Regions from separate parts of the Mus musculus genome. Here region 2 is linked to region 1. A link is a contact called in public Hi-C data. All regions are on one chromosome and are shown on one strand. The core of a region is the stretch at or near the end of the contact, and the rest is flanking DNA. Distances in the headings are between cores, read along the strand shown. Region 1 overlaps Phactr3 (phosphatase and actin regulator 3). Region 2 overlaps Phactr3 (phosphatase and actin regulator 3).

Region 1 (4,886 bases), core at 684-3,183:
TTGACACATGGCCAGCTTTAGGCCAAGGGACAATTTTCCACTGTGCTCCTTTGATTGTCACAGGGATATACTCTTAAGTCTAGCCAGGGCTGCCACAGCCCCCCACCCCACCCCCCAGTGGTTCCCCATTCTGTGGCCTCCTGAAGTCAGGTCCATCTTGTGGTCTCCTGCCATTTCTGATTTGGTGCACCTGATGTTAGGCAGTCAGCTGGCCAGGCCCTGAAGGACACGGACAGGAACGTGGACTCTGGCGTCAGAATTTCTGGGTTCTCCTATCAGCCCACTGTGGTCACAGTGTGACTTTGACAGGTCCACCTGACCTCTCTGAGTCTCGGTTTCCCTATGTGCACAGTGAGGGTTGCCTAGAGAAGGGACTACTTAGAAGGGCAGTTTGTTTATTGAGCATAGTACCTGGAACCCAGGAATAGCCAGGCCTCTGTGAGCCATCTGCAGCTTCTCTTGTCTGTAGGGAAGAGCTTCGACCGAGGACATGGGGTGACTCCTGTGTACCTCAGTGTGTGACAGAGGAAAGCTGTGATCCACTGCTTGTCCACATCTTCCAGATGCCCTGCTGGTCGCTGGGATGGCTCGCTGCTGCCAATCCCCCAAGGGATTTTCAACTCTGCTTTGCACAGCCTGGAGCAGTAGGGTGCACAGGGGAGCCCTCCTTCAAGGCATTCCATAGGAGAACCAGAACACCCAGGTCAAAGGGTGATTCAGAGGGCAGCTGGGGCTCTAGGCTGAGACTGACCCCATACACCAGGACTCCCTCAGGTTCTGAGGTCGGTGTCGGCTCTGGAAGGGGCGTGTGTGCCGGGCCTCTTGTGTTCTGCTGGCCTACTTTCCCAGAGTCCCTGCGACAGCTGATCTGTTTTCATATGAAGTTGAAGCTTTAGAGAGAATTTCTGTTTTCTCTCTCTGGATTTCTGCTTTCTTTCTCTACCTGGTCCCCATGGGGAGGGGAGTAGTTGGTAAGGTTTACCCACATATCACAGGGCCACCTACACATACTGTCCCACACTTTAGATGGTTTGGCCTAGCCTGACAAGCTCCCTGATGGATGGGAAAAGCCAGTGTCCTCTTTGTCAACCTTGGGAAGCTAATGTGACTAATCTGGCCTTTAGATAATTGTTCCAAGTGATGTGGATGTCCGATTATCTCTAACATTTTCTTTGGTCTCTCCCACTTTCTATCATATTCTGGCATCCTTTAGCTATGGGTTTGGGCTGCTCTAAGCTTCATCTTCAGCCACCTCGTGCACACCTTGCTCAATGCTCTGCACCCACACCGAATGTGCAGCCAGGGGCTTTTGTCTATGGCCAATTCTTATCTCTGTTCACAGGTGACAAAGAAAAGCAAGAGCGTGGAAGGAAAAGAAAATCTGAAAGGTTAAGCCACCAACCTCTTGGTGGCCTGAGGCTAAACGGTGTGGCCCTGATGGAAATCCCTGGAGCTGGTGAAACTGGCAGAGGGGCTCAGAGCTCAGAGCTCAGCCTCAGGCTCACGTGCTTTGCTAAAACAGGCCTGCACATTTGTGGGTAATTAGTCTCTGTGTGCCTTTTAAAAAATGAGCAGATCCCAGTTTATTCCAGCAGGATGTGCACAGAGCAGCTGTTCTCCTGGGGGAGTACGTGTGATTTCTTCTGACCGTTTGTCTTTCCCTCTCTGCCACTCTCCTGTCTCTGTGGGCTTGAGCTGGAGGCCTCATCCCAATCAGTGACCTTATGACAGGAGGATGAGGGCTTGTTTCCTTCAGCTTCCATGGGCTCTGCTGACATTTCACGGGTGACATTTCAGGTGCCAGAGCTTCTTAGAGATGGGACTCGGCAGCTCTTCTCAGCATTGAGAGTCGGTGAGGAAGAGAAAGACAGATACAGAGAGCAGCAGTGCCGCTTGCCTCACAGCAGGTGTGGTCCCTGTCCTTCTCCCTCCCTCTCAGCACACTGTGAGCCAATTACAGTACCCAGCATGCTGCAGGCATGGGGCATGTGCAGTGAGCAAACCCATAGCCCCACCTTCCTGCAGTGAGTGGTCTAGTGGGGGTGGGCTCAGGCAGGCTTGGCACAGGTGGCTCGCTGTACCATCAAGCTGGGGGAGGACTGCCCTGCTGCCATGTAAGGAAGGCACAGGGCCAGCAAGGGCCAGCATGCTCTGCAAGCTGGAGGAGATTCTAAGGTTGGGAAAATCACTTGAACAAGGGCAAGAGGCAGGTTGGAGGAAAGGGAAGAAACATATTGGGCCAAAAGCCCTGTTGGGGGAGAAAGCTTGGGGTGTACACATAACTGGAGTATCAAGTTGGAGAGTATGGAAGGGTAATGCACAGTGTGGTGGTGGGAGAGAAGCCAGGACAGGGGAAAGCCTGACAGGGGAAGGCCTGACAGGGGAAGGGATGGTATCCTCTAAGCGAGAGCATGGGACATCAGAGAGAGGAACATGTGCACACTGTGTGTGCACTGACAGGAGGAGTGTGTGTACTGTGTGTGCACTGCTGGCAGACTGATTCTGCCACGTATTTCTAAGACCTTCCCCTAGTAAGGGTTTCGGGGGAACCGCTGAGGAAGGAGGGTATGGCCTTGAGCTCACTGGGCAAAATGTCTGACTCAATTTCTGACATGCCTGTGAGAAAATCATGACCCTGGTCTTCTTAGGAAGGCCAGTGTGCCTCCTGGGGCATCTGTGTGGCATTTGGCCACACTGTTGTGAAGCCAAGGGCTTTGCCCAGCATGGACATGGGGGTCACTGTGGGACATGAATCCCACGCGAAAGGCAGCAGTCTCTTTAGGGCTTGGTAGGAGGAGAAGCTGATGGGAAGAGAGAGCCTGTGTGTTCTGACCTGGGAGTGATTGTCTAGGCCACAGTGAGCTTTGGGGGTTTGGGATAAAGTTCTCCTCTTGGGATGTGGAGCTAGGACAGTGTCAGCTGAGCCACACTGAGTGTTGCCTATGCTTCTCTGCCAGGAGGGAGGGAGAGACTCTTAGTGACCTATGTCCTGCATAGTTCCCCACCTGTGTGTGAAGAGGCTAGTAACAGTGATATTACTGTGCCTAGGCTGTGTGACATGGGGACATTTAACCCTGAGAAAGTGTGATCACCCTCAGTTGGACCAACCCCATCAGACGAGCCCTTCCAAAGGGACAAAGCTCGTTATGTGTCTGAGACTTGAGTCTGGCATAGGCTAAGTACAGTGGCTTTGAAAGGTGGGAGGTAGTTATGTGGGGCAAGAGACACTTGTCCAGTTGCTTAGCCTGGCTTCTGCTGAGTGTTAACAGGACATGACCATAAGCAGCTGAGCTTTGTCTGAGCCAAGCCCCAAGTGAGTGTGGACAGGGTCCAGCTGAGAATGCAGCCTGGAAGGCCTCAGAACTCCCAGTCTGGAGAGCCCAGGCTTCTGTCGACAGAGCCATGGGCTAATACATGGCTGCTAAGTGTATGTCCTTTTGTGGTGGGAACTGAGAGGGGCAGTTGTCACTGTCTTGCTTCCCATCAGAAAGCTTGAGGTTACAGGGCTGAAGAATAGCAGCCATGTGCCGTTCAGCCTGGTTGATGACCCAGTCCCTGTAGCACACACAGGACATTGTTTTCCCAAGCTCCATAGACTTAGTAACCAGAGTTTCTTCTGTCTCTCCCCTAGCGTCCTAGTTAGGATTTGGAGGAGGCAAACTGAACTCGGGTTTCTCTGACATCTGTGTGCCAGTCCCTGTCTGCCCAGCCCCACACCAGTTGTACATCTTACAGTTTACCTGGATCCGAACACCTCTTACTTGGAGGGAGTAGTGGATTCCACAGATTGAGGGTTATGTCTCAAACAGGGCCCCCTCCCCATTTCAGAGGCAGACCCCAAGCTCTAGGTATCTCACCTACAACTGTGACTCAGGCTCCACGCACTCAGTGCACCCAGTAACTTCTGTGTACAGCCAGCTCCTGCTCTTTTATCCTTTGTTGCAATTATGTATCCAGAGTGCAGTGGGGATGTGAGGATGTGGCGGCTGAGTGTTCCTTCTCTGCTTCTGGGCGGATGGACCTTTCTGGGTTGGCTCTCACATTGTCAGTGTTCTGTGAGGAGGAATAGGGTGCCAGACTGTGGAATTTATGAACATGGTGTGAGGGGCTGAGAAGAGCCATCAGTTCCCCTGCCCGGCTCCCTGCGGACTTACATACCTTGGATATCCCAGGGACAGGTGGTGTATTGAGACAGGATTCAACCCCTGTTTTCGTCCTGCTGAGAACTGTGTGTCAACATCAGGGGCTACACAGGGCCAGTATATGTGTCCCATGTCACCTGGGGCCCAAGGGCTCTCCAGCAATCTCTGCCAATAACTTGGGTAAAGATAGATACCCCAGCACAATTCTACCTTTCAAGTGTCCAGGTCCTGTCCCAGGCACTGTAGCTGCCTTGGGAGCCTCTAAGTCATCCTAATACAACAGAGTAGTAGTGGTCTGGGTTTTGTTTTCATATTAAATTATCATTAGTTTTGGTTCTACAGGAATACTATAAAGGGAGAAGAGAATCCCCCTTCTTTCTATTTATCTCATGTTACTTTCCTGTTCTGACACTCAGTGAGATTAGTGATTAAGCTTTGTGTGTGTGTGTGTGTCCCTTCCCTCCCCCACCTCACCCCCACACTCTCAACCGACTGACTTGTGGCTACAAGCAGAGGCTCATACTGCACTCAGAGTCCTTTCAGCCCTCACACAGCTTTCTCTATCCCAGGTTACCCTCCAGGTACCACCAGGCATTTAGTTGTCTTCTTGCTGGGACCCTTCCTCTTGCTGCTTCTGCACAACCCTTCAGTTGTGACAATGGCCAATGGGCCATTTAGGATGAACTTTGACCCAGAGGTTCATTTTTAGTCTCTCATCTGCTGCTCTGTCTGTGGAGCCCCGAG
Region 2 (4,886 bases), core at 1,193-3,692, 110 kb after region 1:
ATGGAAACAGGTGGAAGGCTGGCTTGGGCCCAGCCCGCCTCCCACACACCACCCTTTCAATCTTGCAGAGGGAATGGGCCAGGAACCAGAGTGGCCCAAAGCAGTCTTCATTCTAGATAGATGAACATTCAGATGTTAACCGATGCTGCCAGTGATTATGGACTGCCCACTACATACCAAGGTCTGTATTAGCTGACAGCCATACTAGCTACTGAGACATGGTCCCATCCCCTAACACAGAGGGACACAGGCATCAGGGGCCCTACAAATACAAGTCATAGCAACTGAATCAAGGAAGGTATAGAAGGACACACATGGGGCACTTGGAGGCCATGTCATGGGGGTTGAGGGACAGGAGATCTGAGAGATGTTGCTTATGAGTTAGGAGCCCAGGTTGGTTTTGCATTTGGTTGCACAGAAGTACATGAAAGCTAATTTTGTTCCACACTGAACATGGAATCTAGGAGAAGACTCCTGTGTGCAGGCTAGTGCTCTGTGCCTCCCTGGGCCCTTTCAGGAGTCCTTTGCTATCAGGAGTGCTTAAATTAAGCACTCTAGGGGCCACACATTGATAAGCCTTCCCAGCCAACTCTAGCTTTTTACAGAGAAGAAGGTAGGGAAGTGCCTGGTCCTGGATGTTGGAGACAGAGTCACTAGCAGCTCCAGGAGAAGTGAGTACCAGGCCCCAGGATGCAGGGGTTCAGGGAAGGGACCAGAAGACAAAGGGCTGAAGGGCAGCAAGGGAGACAAGGGGCTTGGATGCAAATGTCCCTTCTTCCCTCTTGCACATATGCATGCGCCAGGGGTGGGCTGACAGGGACATGGCCAGGCTGTCCCAGGGAGAGGGCCTGGGGATGTTCAGGGAACTGGTCCTTGTCTGAGAGCAAAGCCAAGTGTCTCAGGCAGCAAGGACAAGAACCACAGGTTTAGCTTTGGAGGCAGGGCACCTTTTCCCCAGGACTCCCATGGGGCGGAGTCTTTTGCTTTGTTTTAAATACACAACATGAAATACATGTAAAGGCTGGGTGCAGAGCACTGGGTGAAGTGCTGACCCTTCCAAAGGAGCCAAGTTCCTTGGGGCCAGGAGCACAGGAGGCCTTTTTGCCTGGATTGGACTTGGCATGGCAAGTCCCCCAGGATTCTCATGGCAGCAGGAAACTGCTGCACCTTTCCAGATTAGGAGCTCAGGAGCCCTGCAGGGGTCAGTGTGAGACAGACTACTGGGAGATCACAGCGCCTCCTCTTTTCCCCGTGGTGGCTGTGGGTGTGGGAATAGGTGTGTGGGGACAGCTTTTCTGGCTGTGGGTTATGGATTCTTCTGGCTCAGCTCTGCCTTCTCCCAGGCGAGTAGGAGCAATATGCAGCCGTGGGTGCCCCCTTGTGGTCGACTGCCCTCATGGAGCCTGTCTCACTGAGGCCAAACTTCATAGCCAGGCAGTTCAGGAGGTACTGAGAGGGAGGGAAGACCTGACCATGGACAGGACGTCCCCAGACATGCCCAGAAGCCTTAGTAGACACAAGAGCTCGCTGCCCAGCAATGAAATCTGCCTGCTGTCTTCTCGGAAAGTCGTGCACCTCACGCTCACGCCTGCAAGTGACTGCAAGTGAACACGTGCTCACATGCTCCCTGGAGCTTGCCTCAGAACATGGCTGGTAGGAAAGATCCTGCAGGTGGCCAGGAGTGTCAGCTCTGCACCAAGGTTAACAAATGCACATCACGAGTCCCCTGGTCCTTGTCCCTTACATCTCCACCATGCTGCTAGTGTGCTGGGCTGCATAGTAACCCCTTACATGGGCTGGTAGTATGCTGGGACCTTGTTTGTGGCACTGTCAGACAGCTGCTATGAGGAGAGGTGACCTTTTCCCACTCTGCCTCCCCGATGTCTGGGACTGTCTCCAACCCACCTCCTTGATTAGGAACAGGGTCTTGCCCGTTTCTAGTGCTGACAATACTCATTCCTTGAACGGCTTCCTTCCCTTACTCTGCAACCCATCGACTTGATGTTTTCTTCGATGACCTAAGGACTGTCCTATCCTGATGGCACTGGGTGTTTTATAAGATGCGTCTTACATTAGTGCTGTGCTCATCGACATGGGTATCACGAGGCTTTCAGGGGAGTGGAACCCTGGAAAAGTCTGCCTGGTTTCTGTGTGTTTGCATGCATACTACCTGGCATGCACACATGTGCTCCCACTGTGAACATGCATATGCGTGTTTCTGTGCATGTCTGTGTCAGGTCCCTTTCATAGAAGTTCATGTATAAAGCATGCACATCTCTGTGTTTCCCCCTGCAGCTCTGAGAGGAGATGAGCAATGATGGAGACAAAGGTTGGCCAGAGGAGGCAGCTGACCCAGTGACAGAGGAAGGGGCAGGAGCCCCACCTCCACACTGCCCTGGCTCCACCCAGCGTTTCTTAGCAACAGGCCCTGCCACCAGGACTATTTTGGGAACTGTAGCTTCTTACTGAGTGTGATTCTGGGCAGGAGCTCTGTGCATAGCCCAGAACAGGACCACTGGACTGCCGAGCTGCAGGCACTGATACAGGCAATGCAGTCCTGCAGTGGTAGATGGGACTGGGGGTCCCTGGGCCTTTCAGGGGCAGCTTTGTTATAGTGATGATGATGAGGTATGGCTGTAAATCACAGCAGACATGGGCCCTTTCTCAGGCTTGAGTCCACTTCAGCAGTGAACAGCTATCCCTGTCCCCACCCCACAGGGCAGTGAGGGGCTCGGAGTGACAGGATCCACCTCACGTTCACCTGTCTCAGGTGCAGCACCCACCCTGGTGGTGGTAACAGAATCTCTGACAAGTCAGGTTCATCAACCTGTTCTCAGTTAGGCTAATTAAAGAGACAGGTTAATAGAGAAAACCAGGTTTATTCAGTGGGGAGAACAGAAATGCCCAGTGGGTCCTCAAGTCCTAAAGTGAGATTTAGGTTTAAACAAAAGGCAGGAGGTGTACAGCAAAGCCATCAGGGTGTGGCTGCAACGGCCATTATTCTCTCTCCAGCAAGGTGGTCTAACAAGCTGCTGCCCCTGCAGCTGGCACAGACTTCAGCCATCTCCTCCTCCCAGTATGTGATTCTTGGGGGAATTCTTATTCCTTAGGGAGCATTGTCAGCCAAATGGAGGGACAAGAGTGTCTCTTTCAAATCTCCAGTCCTGATTGGATAGTGACTACAGATCTGGCCCTCCTGTCTGTCTGTACAACTGTCTCACTGAGTAGCTGCAGTGACAGCACATGGGCACTCTGTGGGATGTCTGTACATATATACACGTTTATGCACACATACATACACAGGAGCACACACACTGCATCCTGCCTTGTTACCACATAGAAACTAGTCGGACTTAATCAGTGTTCAGATTCCAGAGAGCCTCATGATGCCCCCTTCATGGTGATCAGCATCATGTCATGTGATCTCTCAAGGGTAGTGACATTTTCACACTGCCTGAGGGAACCTGGCAACAGCGACTGTCACAGAGGTGTGTCAATAACCAGCAAGCCAGTCACAGGGAACTAAAAACACAGTCTTGAGCTTGGTGACATCTGATTCTATGTCCTTGGCTGTTCTGGGTTTGTCTCTGGCCCAAGGATAGCTTGACAGTGAGAGCCAGAAGCCGAATGTGGTCCAGAGCCCGCTTCCCTTTGGTCCTGGGGTTCTGTAAAGCCACCGGAAAGAGCAGGCCATGTGTTCAGCAGTGCTTGGTCACTGTGTGATGGCAGTGCATAGTCACTGTGTAGACCAGCAGTGTGTGGTACTGTGTAGACCAGCAGTGTGTGATACTGTCTGGCCCAGCAGTGTGTGATACTGTGTGGACCAGCAGTGTGTGGTCACCGTGTAGACCAGCAGTGTATGTACTGTGTGGACCAGCAGGGTATTGTCACTCTGGAATTTATGTTGCTGGGTCTGCCTCTAGAAGAGGCAACTAGACTTGCCAGAACTTCAGGGCAGGGGTTGTGGCCCAAAGAGGAGCTCACCCCAGGCATAGATATTGAGACCTCTGGTGAGACTAGCCTTTCAGCAATTCCCCTATGGAGGTGGAAGTACCTTGATGGGAGATCGTGAGCAAGAAGTCAATTTCAGATCTTCTGAGAGATGACAGAAAGCGGTAGATCAGGCAGGAAGCCTGGGCTTGGTCCTGGGCCTACAAGAACCCTCAGGGAGAGAGAACAGTGCTGTCTTGAGGCTACTGTTGACATAAGGATGAGGCCAGTTGTTTGGCTTTCTCTTCACAAACCACACCGGCAGCAAGGAGACCTGGCACCTGCAGCTCACTTACCTTAGAGTACAGCATATTTCTTACTACAGAAAGGCAAGAAAGCCTGCAGTAACACTAGTCCCACATTGTAGACAAGAAAACTAAGGTTCTGATAGGTAGCAGTGGGATGTGTGTTAGAAACATGGTGAGCTTCTGTCCCGGTATGGGGATCAAGTGAACAGTCTTGGGGACCCCAGTGCAGTAGGTGGGTGGCTAGATTGGCTAGCAAAAGGGGGTTTTGACCTTTAAATAATTGATCTTCTACTCCTGTGGAGAAGCACATGGGAGGCTACAGCCAGGACAGCACCCTGTGTGTCCAGGGCTAAGAAATCTCTGCAGACCACACTGCACACTCTATCCTGTCTCCGTAAGTCAGGGACCAAGAGCTTCATGTGGGAGAACGTGTGAGTGCCCTCCATCAGAGCGGACTCGGCATCTCAGAAGGGACATTCTGATCAGCTTCCCTGGAGCTAGCTATGTGGCTGAGAAGTGATTTTGTTACTAGGCACGAGGGGCCCAAGAACCTACTGCCTCGGCTTCCCTGTATTCCAGAAGAAATTAGGTGACAGATATTGGCAAAGGGAGACTGGTATATTTAGGTGAGGAGATAGCTCAGTTGGT

What was found. A called contact is a pair of places that touch in the nucleus more often than the background predicts.
Region 2: a Hi-C map of cortical neurons shows a contact between it and region 1, with 2.2 times the contacts expected there. The contact joins two enhancer-like sites. A contact is called at or near these places in 44 of 484 Hi-C or Micro-C datasets (the BV-2 cell line, the CH12 cell line, LSK cells and 25 more), 18 of 115 datasets of contacts at active chromatin or transcription factors (PVALB interneurons, VIP interneurons, astrocytes and 12 more) and 4 of 9 other capture datasets (adipose tissue, embryonic stem cells, liver and 1 more).

The regions. Positions count from the first base shown.
Region 1 is chr2:178,152,773-178,157,658 of GRCm38.p6, forward strand. The region is part of intron 1 of Phactr3 (phosphatase and actin regulator 3); the gene reads left to right. Among named protein-coding and RNA genes, the nearest start is that of Phactr3, 13 kb to the left of the region's middle. Within about 2 kb of position 1,934, at least 33 of the 459 cell types and tissues checked have an H3K27ac peak or open chromatin away from gene starts, as enhancers often do. A contact at or near this core is called in VIP interneurons, brain, cerebellar granule neurons and 3 more, where this site is marked.
Region 2 is chr2:178,263,224-178,268,109 of GRCm38.p6, forward strand. All of the region lies in intron 3 of Phactr3 (phosphatase and actin regulator 3), which reads left to right. Among named protein-coding and RNA genes, the nearest start is that of Phactr3, 120 kb to the left of the region's middle. Within about 2 kb of position 2,443, at least 41 of the 459 cell types and tissues checked have an H3K27ac peak or open chromatin away from gene starts, as enhancers often do. A contact at or near this core is called in VIP interneurons, brain, cerebellar granule neurons and 3 more, where this site is marked.